Regions from separate parts of the Mus musculus genome. Here regions 2 and 3 are each linked to region 1. A link is a contact called in public HiChIP or PLAC-seq and promoter capture Hi-C data. All regions are on one chromosome and are shown on one strand. Each heading gives the region's core, a stretch centred on a gene start, on an enhancer-like site or on the middle of the called end of the contact. The rest is flanking DNA. Distances are from core to core; before and after follow the strand shown. Region 1 holds the start of Dnajc22 (DnaJ heat shock protein family (Hsp40) member C22). Region 2 holds the start of Cers5 (ceramide synthase 5). Region 3 holds the start of 9330020H09Rik (RIKEN cDNA 9330020H09 gene).

Region 1 (4,079 bases), core at 552-3,051:
ATTTGGGGAAAACAATCCCGGCCGAGTGACGGCCCCGTAATTGTGACAAAGTGAGTGCGGACGGCTGGAGAGAGCGTAGGGCGGGAGCGAGGCAGGGCGAGGCGCAGGCAGGGGCTCCTCTCGCCCACCCTGTCACCCCTGTTCTCATTCCGGTCACCTCTCATCCCTCTCCTTGACTCTTCCTCAATTCTTCTTCTCTAGGTCCCCTGTGCCTCCCTTCTCGTTTCTCCATCGCTCTGCCCTCTCCTCACAGTAATGGTCCTCCTCTCGCCCCTCACCCTCCACCACCCTCCTCCAGATGTGCCTTTTCCTCGCTCATTTCTCACTCTCTTCTCCGTCCTCCACTCTTTTCTCCATCTTTTTCACGCGCTTACATTGCCCTTGGGTCCCAGGGCTCTACGGCAAAAATCTGCTTCGCTCCCTCCCCAGTCCGTCCTTTCTAGGCTGGGCCCGAAGCCTTCATCCCTTTCGCGTTTTTGGACACTTCTGGGCCCCTCCTGCGAGCAGGAGACCTGGCTCCCCGGGGTCCCCTCCCCCTCCAGGCGGTTCGCACTGGGCTCCCGGCTCCCGAGCGAGTTTGTTTGTCCAGCGGCGGCGGCTGCTTCTGCCCGCGCTGTTTGCCAAGCTTAGCGCGCCGCCGCGCAGAGCGGGCCCAATTAAGTCTCATTCATTATTCAGCGCCCCCGTCCGCCCCCCGTCCCCAGCCGTGGCTGGGTTGTCGTTTTGTCGCCCCTCCTCAGCCCTAAAGGGGCCATATCTAGTCCCCAGCTAGAACTAGACGTTGGAGGGAGCTAAAACATTCTGCCCACTGTTGACAAGTGACCCTAAGTGAAGCCCACCGGCTCCATCCCTACCTCTAATCAAGCCTGGGGAATTTCGTAGATCCAAGCTTCTTTTAAAAGAAACTGAAGCTCAGGAAAGGGTGTGACTTGGCCAAGGTCACGGAGCTGCTCGGGGATTGTAGCCCGGGATGTTGAAGGCATCTTGTAAGCCAGCTCCATTCCAGCGTCCAAGCGAGAAGGCAGGCTCCTCTCCCCCGAGTCTCCCTGGGTTTGCCCTTACTCTTCTGATGGCTCGCCCCCACCCTGTATCCCTTGCTGGTGTGGGTTCCCCCCCCCCCCTTTGCTTCAGGCTACAAGGGTCTGAACAGCTTCTGGCTCTATGGATTCTGGGCTATGCAGGCTCAGACTCCCAGGTCTGGCTGTGGAGTCCCCTAACTGGAAGGCCTGGAAGCAAGGTAGTGAGGCAGAATTGCGGGTCTTGAGGGGCTCTCTCCTTCACCTCTGAGTGGATGTCTCTCCTTTAAGAAATTAGACGTGATCCTATAATGGCCGTCTTGGAGTACAGAGAGAAGCGAGACAGGGATCACCTCCCATTTGTGGCGGAGAGGAGAGGAAGTCGAGATTTTTAATTTTATTGATAGAGTCGCCCTTTTTCTCCCGCCAGGTAGCTGCACGGTTCGGACAGCTTTGACCAGGAATGTCCCAACCTTGCAAAAAGGAGATCTGGGACTTTTGGGGACCCTCCCTTCCGTAAACGGCAGCGCCATCTGGCGGTGTTAATGAAGTGCTGCAAGAGGTGCGCACTGCCGGGAGTGGGGCGCGGTTCCAGGCCCTACAGTGTAAAACTGGGTGAGTCTGGGGAAAGCTTCCCGTAGAGAGGGCGATCAGAGCCCAGGAACACAGGACCGGAAGGTGGCTACGAAGGGGCTGACCAGGGCTTTCGGGGCGGGGCCTGCAGGAGGTGGCCTGACTTCAAACACAGTCACCCAGCACTGAGGGACAAAGTCCACTTGTGTGGAGGTGAGAGCAGTTACAGAGGGGCCATTTTGAATCTGTGTTCAAAGGCAATGGCTGTTCTGAAGCAGCCTGGAAGCCTGGGCTGCCAGGTACTGCGGCCCTGCTGGGACTGCCTGAGGGTGAGTTTGCTTGAAGTAGGTAAGACGATTGGCAGGCAGATTTGATATTCTGAGGATTTTTGCGGCCGCTTTGTAGAGTGCCTTCGATCTGGTTGATAGGGATAGGATGGCTGGGCTGTGGGGTGCTAAGGTCTGGGTCAAAATGTTCTCCAGAACGTTTAAGTGGAAGGAGTTCAGGGTCCCTTTCAAATTTGGCTTGTGGGAGAACGGCATAGTCTGGGGAGATGGGAAAGCTGGAAAGGGCTTTGGCCGAGTTACAGAATGCACCCGCTTACACACACACACACACACACACACACACACACACACACACACACACACACACACACACGATGTTAAAGGAGTGAGTTTGGCTAAGACACTGGCTTTCAAAGGGGTTTGAAACAGTGAAAAAGTATTCTCTTCAGCCCTTTCCTGTGAGCCATTACTATTCCAGAGTCTAAGGGGAGGATAGAAATTTAAGCTTCTTTTTTCCCCCTTCTTATTCTTTCTCAATTTTACTTTATGTACACGGGTGTTTTGCTTGAACCTTTGTGTGTGCACTGCATGCACTCCTGATATCCTTGGAGACCAGAAGAGGGCATCTATGAGCTGCCATGTGGGTGCTGGGAATTTAAACCCCAAGTGACCCCTGGGTCACCCGTTAGTCCCAAGCTTTTGAGTTGTTGTTGTTGTTGTTCAGGCACCTAGTTCTCAGTGTCCCAACTTAAAGTCACTTAAAACATTCTCTTCCTGGGGGTGGAGAGATGGCTCAGCCGGTTAAGAGCACTGACTCTACCTGGTGGTTCACAACCATCTGTAATGGGATCTGATGCCCTCTTCTGGTGTGTCTGAGCACAGCTACAGTGTACGTATGCATAATAATGAATAAATCTTAAAAACAAAAACATTCTCTTCCTTGGACATGGTGGCACATGCCTATAACCTCAGCACTTGAGGAGGTAGGGGCAGGAAGACCAAGATGTCCTCAGCTATGGCCGCATAAGACCAGTTTGGAACGTGCAATAAGACTGTGCCTCAAATATCAATAAATTAATAATAAATAAATGAAAATATTTTAATTGAAGCATTTCCTCCCTTAAATATGGAGTCACTGTGATTGTAAATAACAGGACTGGGGTGCTAACGGAAGATAGGAGACATCTAGTACCTGAGAGACCCCGAGGTAGGGCTAGCTTGATTTTTATTACTGCTGAGCCTTTCTCCTTGCTTCACCTCTCAGGCCTAAGGATGACCCTCCAGACTGCAGTGATTCTCACAGAGGACCTTGAGATTTCTGCAATTTGATCAATGTCAAACGCCACTGGATTTTCTCTGAGACTCTTGCCCTAGAGGATGGCCAAAGGGCTGCTGATGACCTATGTCCTTTGGGCTTTGGGGGGTCCTGTTGGGCTCCACCACCTGTACCTGGGAAGGGACAGCCATGCCCTGCTCTGGATGCTCACCCTGGGAGGTGGTGGGTTGGGCTGGCTCTGGGAATTCTGGAAGCTCCCGAGCTTTGTGGCTCAAGCCAACAGAGTCCAGAGTTGGAAACAGAGGCCGGAAGAGGAGAGACCACCTCTCAGTCTCCTTCGCTTTGCTTCCCAGATAGTAGTGGGTGTCTATTTTGGTCTTGTGGCTCTAGTCAGCCTTTCTTCCATGGACAACTTCTATATAGTGGGCCTCCCACTGGCTGTTGGCTTAGGGGTCTTGCTGGTAGCTGCTGTTGGTAACCAGACCTCAGACTTTAAGAATACCTTAGGAGCGGCCTTCCTCACGTCCCCTGTGTTCTATGGCCGCCCCATAGCCATCCTGCCTATCAGTTTGGCTGCCAGCATTACAGCCCAGAAGCATCGACGATACAAAGCCTCAGCGGGGTCAGAGACACTTAGTGTGCGGCTCTACCGCGTGGGCTTGGCTTACCTCGCCTTCACCGGCCCTCTGGCCTACAGTACGATGTACAACACAGCTGCCACCATTAACTACGTGGCAGAAACCCTGGGTTCCTTCTTGAGTTGGTTCAGCTTTTTCCCACTTCTTGGCCGCCTCGTGGAGTCTGTCTTGCTTCTGCCTTGCCGGATCTGGTGGCTACTGGTCGGAGGTCCTGGCTTCAACAGCAGCCGGTTCCAGGAGTGGGAAAAGCTCTATGAGTTTGTCGACAGTTTTCAGGATGAGAAACTTC
Region 2 (4,079 bases), core at 597-3,096, 670 kb after region 1:
GGGAACCCTTTAGAATTGGAATATATACTCTGTGTGTGTGTGTGTGTGTGTGTATGCCGATAGCAGAGGTAAGTCACAAAGCTTGTTATATATCTGTATGAGAAACAAAGACTATTCTTATGACAATGGAAAAGTGTATTGGATTGTCTCTTTTCTTGATAGTTCTTGCATTTCATTTTCAGCCCTCACTATGGAAGAGAATAGCAGGATCCAGTTTTCTCCTAAGCCTGCACCTCCACCTCCACCTCAGGGATACTTAAGATAATGATGGTTATCTTGAAAAACTGTAAATTCTTGGGGGCCCAGAAAAGACTTTGAGTTTCACTTAATCTATTTATTATATATTTACTTTTTGCATCTGAGTGTCTGGCATAGCACTTTTAGAAGAGATAAATAGTATTACTAAATACAGATTAGTGACTAGCTGGATATAAGAAAAAAAACCCTTGTAGACAAATCAAAGAAGTAATCCAAAACAGATACTTCTGAGTAATGGATTATTTTGTCTAACCACATCTCCACACTAGAAAAGGAATTCTGGCATCAGTGTCGTGTTTGTTCTAGATAAGGTTTTTACAGAAGGCGTCTCTGCCTACGAGGAAAGTACTTCCTTGGAGTTTGAGTAAGCTTTATCAAAAACACAGCTATGATTGATCCTCATTACAGATCGCATCAGATCCTTGAAGAACAGTGTCTTTTTGGCAGCAGATAAGACTAGCCCTTTGAAGAACGGGGTGGGGGTGGGGTGGGGGGGATCTTCTGCCCAGAGCATGTAGCTGGGCAAAGTATGTTGTGAATACTACCACCTTAGAAGCTGGTTCACAAAGCTGTTTCCAATAAAGTCTCAGGCTCCATCGCCTTCAAAATGACCACTTCTCCCATCTCAGGCTTCCAAGGCCCGTTCAGCAGTTCCTCTTGACACCTTCCCCAAATGTTGGAAGCCTCAGGCTTCACCACACCCTATCCTAGCCAGACGTCTGCTGTCATACTAACACGTTCACGCGCTAACAAATCAGGGCTTGGGGCCTAACTGATCCTGTTGTTTCAAACCCCAGAAGTAAAGTAACTTTAGCAAACATTACATCTCATGCATCCACCTACGTCGCTCGGAAGCTCTGGCGCTTGCACTGAACCCACAAGCTTCCAGGACCCCAGCTAATTCTGGTTCTCCCAGGCCCTTCCCGTTCCTCTCGCCGGGCACTGCGGGAGCACGACTCACTCTTGGGTTCCTGGAGATTGGGAGGCAGCCTTCGAGAGCTCCATGCGACTCTGTGATCTGCACTTCTGAGGCCCAGCACTCCCCTCGATTCTCTCTCACTCGCCCACACCCTAGACTCGCGCGGTCTGCGCGCACGCAGGCTCCAGGGGCGCGTCGCCGGGCTCCGAGCATCCCCGCCGCGGCCCGGGCTCCCCGGCTCCCCCGCCCCGCCGCCTCGGCTTCCGGCCCTCGGTCTCCGGCCCAGGCGTCCCGCCCCTACCCCCCGCCATCCCCGGCCCCGCGCAGCAACGCTCACCGCTCAAACAGCATCCTCACGGAGAAGATGCACACTGCCAGCGGGAACACCGACAGCACGTGCTGGGCGCGCGGGTAGCCGTAGCCGTCGCCCGGGCCCTCCAGGTCCGCCCAGCTCACGTTCTGAGGCAGCCAGAAGCTCTCGCTCCACAGCCAACCCCACAGGAGGCCCAGGGTTTCCGCTGCTGCAGTCGCCATCTTACGCGCGCCCGGCGGCCACTGCCGCCACAGCCTCGGAGGCAGTCAAGGCAAAAGGAACCCGCTGGGAGGCGGCCCCGAGGCGGGGCCCGGCCTACGGCCACCCTCTTCCGTCCCTGGGTCCTCCCAGCCGCCCAGCCCGCCTCTCCCGCAAGGATGGCCTCCTCCCCGCCCATCCCGCCTTCCCGCCCACTTCTCCGTCGCAGCAGCCCAGGCCCCTCATGTGGGTCCCGGCCTCGCCCCGCGTGCCCATTTCTTCTTGGCCACGCCCACCTGTCCTGGTCACGCCCCTCACCTGCAGCCCGAGCCACGCCCAGTTTCTTTCAGCAGGTTCGACATCACCATGGTCACACCCCTACCTCAGGCTAGTTTCTCCCTTTTGGAAACACTCTTCCTAGTCCAGCAGATTCAAGTTCTTTCTGGCTCCCGGCCCGGCTATACGTTCCTGATCATCACTTACAGTCCCGGTGTCCCAGCCAGCCGGCTGTGCTGTTCATCCTAGTTGATTCCTCCTCCTCCTCCTCCTCCCCCTCCTCCTCCTCCTCCTCCTCCTCCTCCTCCTCATACTCCTCCTCCTACTCCTCCTTCTCCTTTTTTGCACTTCCTTGATCTCCACCCCCCTCCTTGGCTTTAGGCCTTAAAAGTTACCTTCACTTTTTCTCAGAGAAAACACAAGGCTTTGAAATATCTTTACATTAAAAGCCTGTAATTCCAGCCTCCACTGTAATCCCACTTGGGGCTCAGGGTCGTTCTCTGCAAGTTCAGGGCCAAAATGAACTTCATGAGACCTCCCCATCCCACCCCCATTCCCTTTTGAGTGTCTGTGGGAGGTAGTGTTTCACAGCTGACGGCTCCGCACTTGGGTGACCAAAGGGAGAGAATTGTCCCTTCCTTTTAAGACCAGTTTGCATACAGTACAGGACAAAAGGTTCCTCCTCTCCCCTCTTGAGGCAGAAGGTAATGGGGGGAAAAAAAAGCAACAAGGCAAAAGGAAAATAAATGACCGCTAGTTTTAATGACATCTGTCATGTAGCAGTTTATGAAGGAATAAACTGAAGTCCAAAGAGGCAGAATAGTTTGCCCAAAGTCATATAGACCAACAGCTGTAATTAGAAAATAATTAGAGGGGCTGGTGAGATGTCTCAGTGGGTAAGAGCACCCGACTGCTCTTCCGAAGGTCTGGAGTTCAAATCCCAGCAACCACATGGTGGCTCACAACCATCTGTAATGAGATCTGACTCCCTCTTCTGTAGTGTCTGAAGATAGCTACAGTATACTTAGATATAATAAATAAATAAATCTTAAAAAAAAAAGAAAGAAAATACTTAGACTCCAGAACTCTCATTTCCTTATCTTACAAACCACCTCAACTTTATTTTTTTATTTATTTATTGTTTCCAGCCCGCTTGGGCCCAGATCGCTTTGGCCTATTTATTTATTATATGTAAGTACACTGTAGCTATCTTCAGACACCCCCAGAAGAGGGGATCAGATCTCATTACAGATAGTTGTGAGCCACCATGTGGTTGCTGGGATTTGAACTCATGACCTCTGGAAGAATAGTCAGGGCTCTTATCTGCTGAGCCATCTCTCCAGCCCCCCACCTCAACTTTAAATGGTCAGAGCAAACCTTGAACTCTTGTAAATCTACCTAAACAAGGAAACAAACCAGAGACCAGGCAGTTTTCAGAGGACTAAACTGTCCTTCAATTGCCAGAGAGCCCTGAACATTGGTTAAAACTTAGCTACAAGGCTAATAGCCAGGAACTAACTGGGGACAGCGGTGATGGTAATCTCAACTTACGGTCTGAGGACAACAGATAAAGGAACTTCACAACTAGTAGGGTATGTTTAAAGTGTGAGGTGAGGGCCAGTCATGAAAGAGCCACCCAGTGAGGACACTCAAAAGTGTTCCTCACCTGAGTGCTTCTCAGACGTTAGCCTTATCCCATGCCGCATATGGAGAGTGTTAGGAGCTTTCTGGGCCCAACCAGAGATGCTCTGAACAGAACCCATGGGAGTGGACTTAATTGACTTTTCTGTTTTGGTGTTGCAGATTGAACCCTGGCCTTACGCATGGGAAGCACACTCGCTGCAGCTGAGCTACAGCCTCAGCATTGCTTGCTTGCTTGCTTGCTTTAGGATTTATTGGTTTACTGTATCTAAGTACACTGTAGCTGTCGGCATCAGATCCCCATTACGGATGGTTGTGAGCCACCATGTGGTTGCTGGGATTTGAACTCAGGACCTTTGGAGGAGCAGCCAGTGCTTTTATCTGCTGAGCCATCTCTCCAGCCCCCATTTCTTATTTCTAACAAACTCATAAGTGACATCGCAGGCTCCTGAACCGTTGCTTGAAGCCATGTCC
Region 3 (4,079 bases), core at 1,182-3,681, 530 kb before region 1:
AAAGCTATATTTAAATCATGGTTTCTTTTCTAACTTTAAAATAACGAGCCCTAAATTCTAAAATTAAAATCATAGTTCAATAACAACGACCAATCATAAAGTAGGCAGCTACACTCAAACCCAAAGGGATTTCACCATAGAAAATTATACTTACATATCGATGAAACTGTGTAAAAGACTGAATCATGTAGAATCGGTGCATGTATACTATAGCAGTATTGATCGTCAGTTGTGAGCTGAAGTGCTCGAGTTAAGGTTCAGAAGCAGACAATATAATCTCCCCCCAAAGTAACAAATGGCCAAGCTAAACAGATGATCCCACAGGGGAGTAAAACTTAACTCTTCCAACCCAACAGCAGATTCGTTTCCTTCTCTAATGAAATTAACTGCCAATTGACAACATGTGCTCTACCTAACGGGTACTTAATATGAACTTACTGACTGAATAAACAAAACAAGTAGCAAGTTGTAAATCAGTACAAACAAAGCTGCATACGACCTCAGGCTTCCTGTCCTGTCACTTGCCTTCTGCAAAGACGATCCTTTAGCTCAGGACAACTTCATCACATTTACTTTTGGCCATAGCATGAGTATGGTGGTCAGAGGGCAACTTGCAGGAGTCGGTTATCTTCCCACCCGAGTCCCAGGGATGGAATTCAGGCTACCAGGCTTGACGAGAAGTGCCTTTACCCGCTGGGCCATTCTGTCAGGCCAAGAATAACTTTAAAATTTTAAAGTGTATCAGCATTTGCCTGATTCTATGTATGTGCACCAAGGGCATGTCTGGTGCCCACAGAGGTCAGAAGAGGGCATGAGATTACCCTACAACTGCAGCTATAGACGACTGTGGGCTGCCATATAGGCCCTGCCTAAACAGTAAGTGCTTGTAACTGCTGAGCCATCTCTCTAGCCCCACAAAAAATAACTTTTTAAGGATATTTACCAGGCCTTCCCTTACTAGGCTCTTGGAACTTTTCTCTCTCTCACCTTCTTAAACTTCAATAATTAAGTTTTCCAGTTCTACTTTCTTTTGGGGGGGGGCGTGGGGGAGGTGAGGAGGTGGGTGGGCAGTGTTCAAGGCAGGGTTTTTCTATGAATCCTTGACTGTCCTAAAACGTGCTGTGTAGACCAGGCTGGCATCAGAAGTAGAGATCTGCTCACCTCCCCATCCTGAGCAATGGGATTCAAGGTACGCACCACCACACCCTGCTTAGTTCTGATTCCTTCAGGAAATATTACATGACCTCTGAAGTATAAAACCTTTGAAACCATTTGATAGTCATCCACTGAAAATAAACCCCTGCCTTCCTTTGTACGGGTACCATTCCAACCTCCCCAAAACGTAAGAGTACTTATTCCCACAGACCTCAGCAACAGTCTGCATAGAAGTGACAATATGATGGCGGCAAGCTTAAACACACATTTAAAAGGTGCCGTAAACACAGACAGAAACTCAGAGAGGTTTGATCGTGCACTGACCAAATGCTTGGGAAACTGGATTTCAATAGGAGACAACTGGCAATAAAGAGAACACCTATACAACATACAACCTTCAGACTTAAAAACACTAGAGACCTAAACTCTGCACTTTTTTTTCTTTCTTGGAGACAGGGTCTTACATGGAAATTCTGGCCTGCTTCTACTTCTCCAAAGCTCAGATCAAAGGCACAGGACACCAGGCCTAGCCCTCAGCATCACTCTTAAATAAATGCTACATAAGTGGAAGTAAAATAAAAAAAAGAAAAAGAAAAAAAATATATATATATATGGACAACGGAAAGAACTTTAAAACTATTAGTTTTGCCACAAGACTGTATTTTCATAAGAAAAACTGGGAGGGGGGAAATCACTAAACTACATTACCTCTAAATTTTGAAACCTAATGAATAAACTATCACTAGTGCCCAAAGAAGCAAGGACTTAATATTCTGAAAACTACTTTAAGCATACCAACTTGTATATCCCCTCCCCCCAAACCTAAGTTGACATCTTTTTTTCCTCTTAAATTCCATGAAACAGCTACTAGAACGTTTGAATATCAAGCGTGGTGGCAGACATTGGGACATTTTGTTTTAAACGAGAATCTGACAGGTTAGCCAGCTAGTGAGAGAAACGGGCTTGGAACCAAAACTGGGGCAGCAATTCCAGACCACCTTCATAAGTCCTTTGCGTACAGAATTTCCCGAAACCCTTTTTATACACTTTGGGGAGGCAGAGTCGATAGCGAAACGTCCTAAACGGAGCCTTAGGTCACAGCAGAAAGAAGACTCTCAAAAGCCACTAAAACAGGGCAGAATCCAGAGGACGGGGGCTGGGAAGGAGCAGCGAAAACACAAAGACAGGAGAGGTACGAGTCGGCAGCCCGGCCGGTGGCACCGGTGAGCGAGCGGGAAATTGACTCCGCCTCACTTCCCTCGCGCGAACAGTGGCTCGGCCAGCGAGCGCCATTGTGGGTTCTCCCAACTTAGACGCCCAGCTCCTGCCACCACCCCACCCGCTTCTGTCCCCACCAGCGTCGCCGGCCCGGACGTCGAAGCATGGCCGGACGCACTCCGAGGCCGATGGCCTAGGCCGAAAGGATACACGTTCAGACGTTGTCCCATGTCCTGGAGGAGATTGGCCGCCTGCTGGCGGTAAGAGAGTTCTTTATCGGAGTCCACGCCAAAGCGACGCGACGGGCTGTTCTCCAGCTGCTCGCGAGTAAAATACCACCGCTTGTTGTTGTTCTTCCTCTCTCCCTCCATAGTGCTTCAACCAAGAGGCAGCGGCGGGGGCTGCGAGCACTTCCCAGCGTCACCGGAGCGGCGACACACATCCGCCGTGCCGAGACTACTGCGACGTGACGAACTTCCTCCAAGGGGCGACCACCGAGGTTGTGACACACTTCCGCCCAGAAAGCCGAAGATTCCAGCGCCGACTTCCGGAATGACCCCTCCGACACCCCGTAGACGAATCCACAGCCAGTCCGCGGCTAAGAACGGACCGGCGGCCGGGACGCAGGATCCGGTCGTGTGACCGCCAGGTGGGCGGGACTATCTGACGTCGTTCTTTAAAGGTCTCGTCTTTCCGCGCGAGAACTGCGGTAAGGGGGCCTCACCGGCGGGCCTCTAGTTAACGCTCGCTGCGCTTGGCTGGGTAGTTTCCGAGGACGTGCGTGATGGAGGCCCCTTTGTAACACCGGGCTTACGGAAAAAGTGGCAGGGGAAATAGGCGAGACTCTCAGAAAACCGAGAAAGGACGAGACAGTGAGTGGCCCTGCCCCGTGCAGAAACGCGAAAGCCACTAAAAGGTTCCTGGGTTCTTAGCTCCGGCATGGAGAACTCCGGCGCGTTTGGAAACCGCTCTCCTATTTTGTAGCAGCCTTTCCTCCCGTTTCACTGCGGCCAATCATCTGGAAGGAATAAAATCAACGCCACTGAGCTTCGTTTGAGTGTTTGGGGGGGGGGGGTAAAGGGGCCTTTTTTTAAAGATTTATTTATCTTCATTTATGTATATGAGTACTCTGTAGTGGTCTTTAGACAACAGAATTGGGCATCGGATCCCATTACAGATGGTTGTGAGACACCATGTGGTTGCTGAGAATTGAACTCAGGACCTCTGGAAGAGTAGTCAGTGCCCCTACCCGCTGAGCCATCTCTCCAGCCCCGGGTAAAGGGGTCTTTTTCTCTCTTTCCTTTCTTATTTTTGTCATCCCTGGAGCTCAGAGGGGCGTCGGGTTTTGCCCGAGTGCTGGGATTAAAGGCTTGCACCACCACCCCGCCACGCTCAAGGACACCACCGATCGTTTATCGTTTAGGTCTGGAGGCCTTTTTTCTTTTGCATTCTTTTCTCTTTGTCAGTGAAGGCGATAAGCTTGCAGGCTCAGATTCCAAACATCCAGTCAGGGAGGGCCCAAGGTTATGCAAGCTCCCCTGCGCGTCAGGTCAGTAGTTCTAGGAAACCCACCCCGTAGGGAAAGGTTATCAAGCGAAGGAGATCAGGAGATAATTTGTGTCCTGCATTGGGGAGGATTATCAGAAGAAGGAGATCAAGAGATAATTTGTGCTCTGGCCTCACTCCCAGGTCCACTTTGTGAGGTT

Evidence for each region. Promoter capture Hi-C pulls out the DNA fragments that hold promoters and counts their contacts. HiChIP or PLAC-seq counts read pairs in DNA pulled down with a chosen protein or histone mark.
Region 2: a promoter capture Hi-C map of embryonic stem cells shows a contact between it and region 1, with 2.4 times the contacts expected there. The contact joins the promoter of Cers5 here to the promoter of Dnajc22 in region 1. A contact is called at or near these places in 3 of 39 promoter capture datasets (embryonic stem cells and liver) and 2 of 115 datasets of contacts at active chromatin or transcription factors (bone marrow-derived macrophages and large pre-B cells).
Region 3: an HNF4G HiChIP or PLAC-seq map of pancreatic cancer cells shows a contact between it and region 1. The contact joins the promoter of 9330020H09Rik here to the promoter of Dnajc22 in region 1. A contact is called at or near these places in 1 of 115 datasets of contacts at active chromatin or transcription factors (pancreatic cancer cells) and 1 of 9 other capture datasets (adipose tissue).

Annotation. Positions count from the first base shown.
Region 1 is chr15:99,097,683-99,101,761 of GRCm38.p6, forward strand. Dnajc22 (DnaJ heat shock protein family (Hsp40) member C22) reads left to right here and starts at 1,802. Exons shown (of 3, transcript NM_176835.2): 1 at 1,802-1,918; 2 at 3,141-4,079. The coding sequence starts at 3,254.
Region 2 is chr15:99,770,669-99,774,747 of GRCm38.p6, forward strand. Cers5 (ceramide synthase 5) reads right to left here and starts at 1,847. Exons shown (of 10, transcript NM_028015.2): 1 at 1,515-1,847. The coding sequence starts at 1,711.
Region 3 is chr15:98,564,893-98,568,971 of GRCm38.p6, forward strand. It overlaps 9330020H09Rik (RIKEN cDNA 9330020H09 gene), which reads left to right and starts at 2,432. Exons shown (of 2, transcript NR_028442.1): 1 at 2,432-2,633; 2 at 2,747-4,079. Ccnt1 (cyclin T1) reads right to left here and starts at 2,844. Exons shown (of 9, transcript NM_009833.2): 1 at 2,584-2,844; 2 at 155-236. The coding sequence starts at 2,744.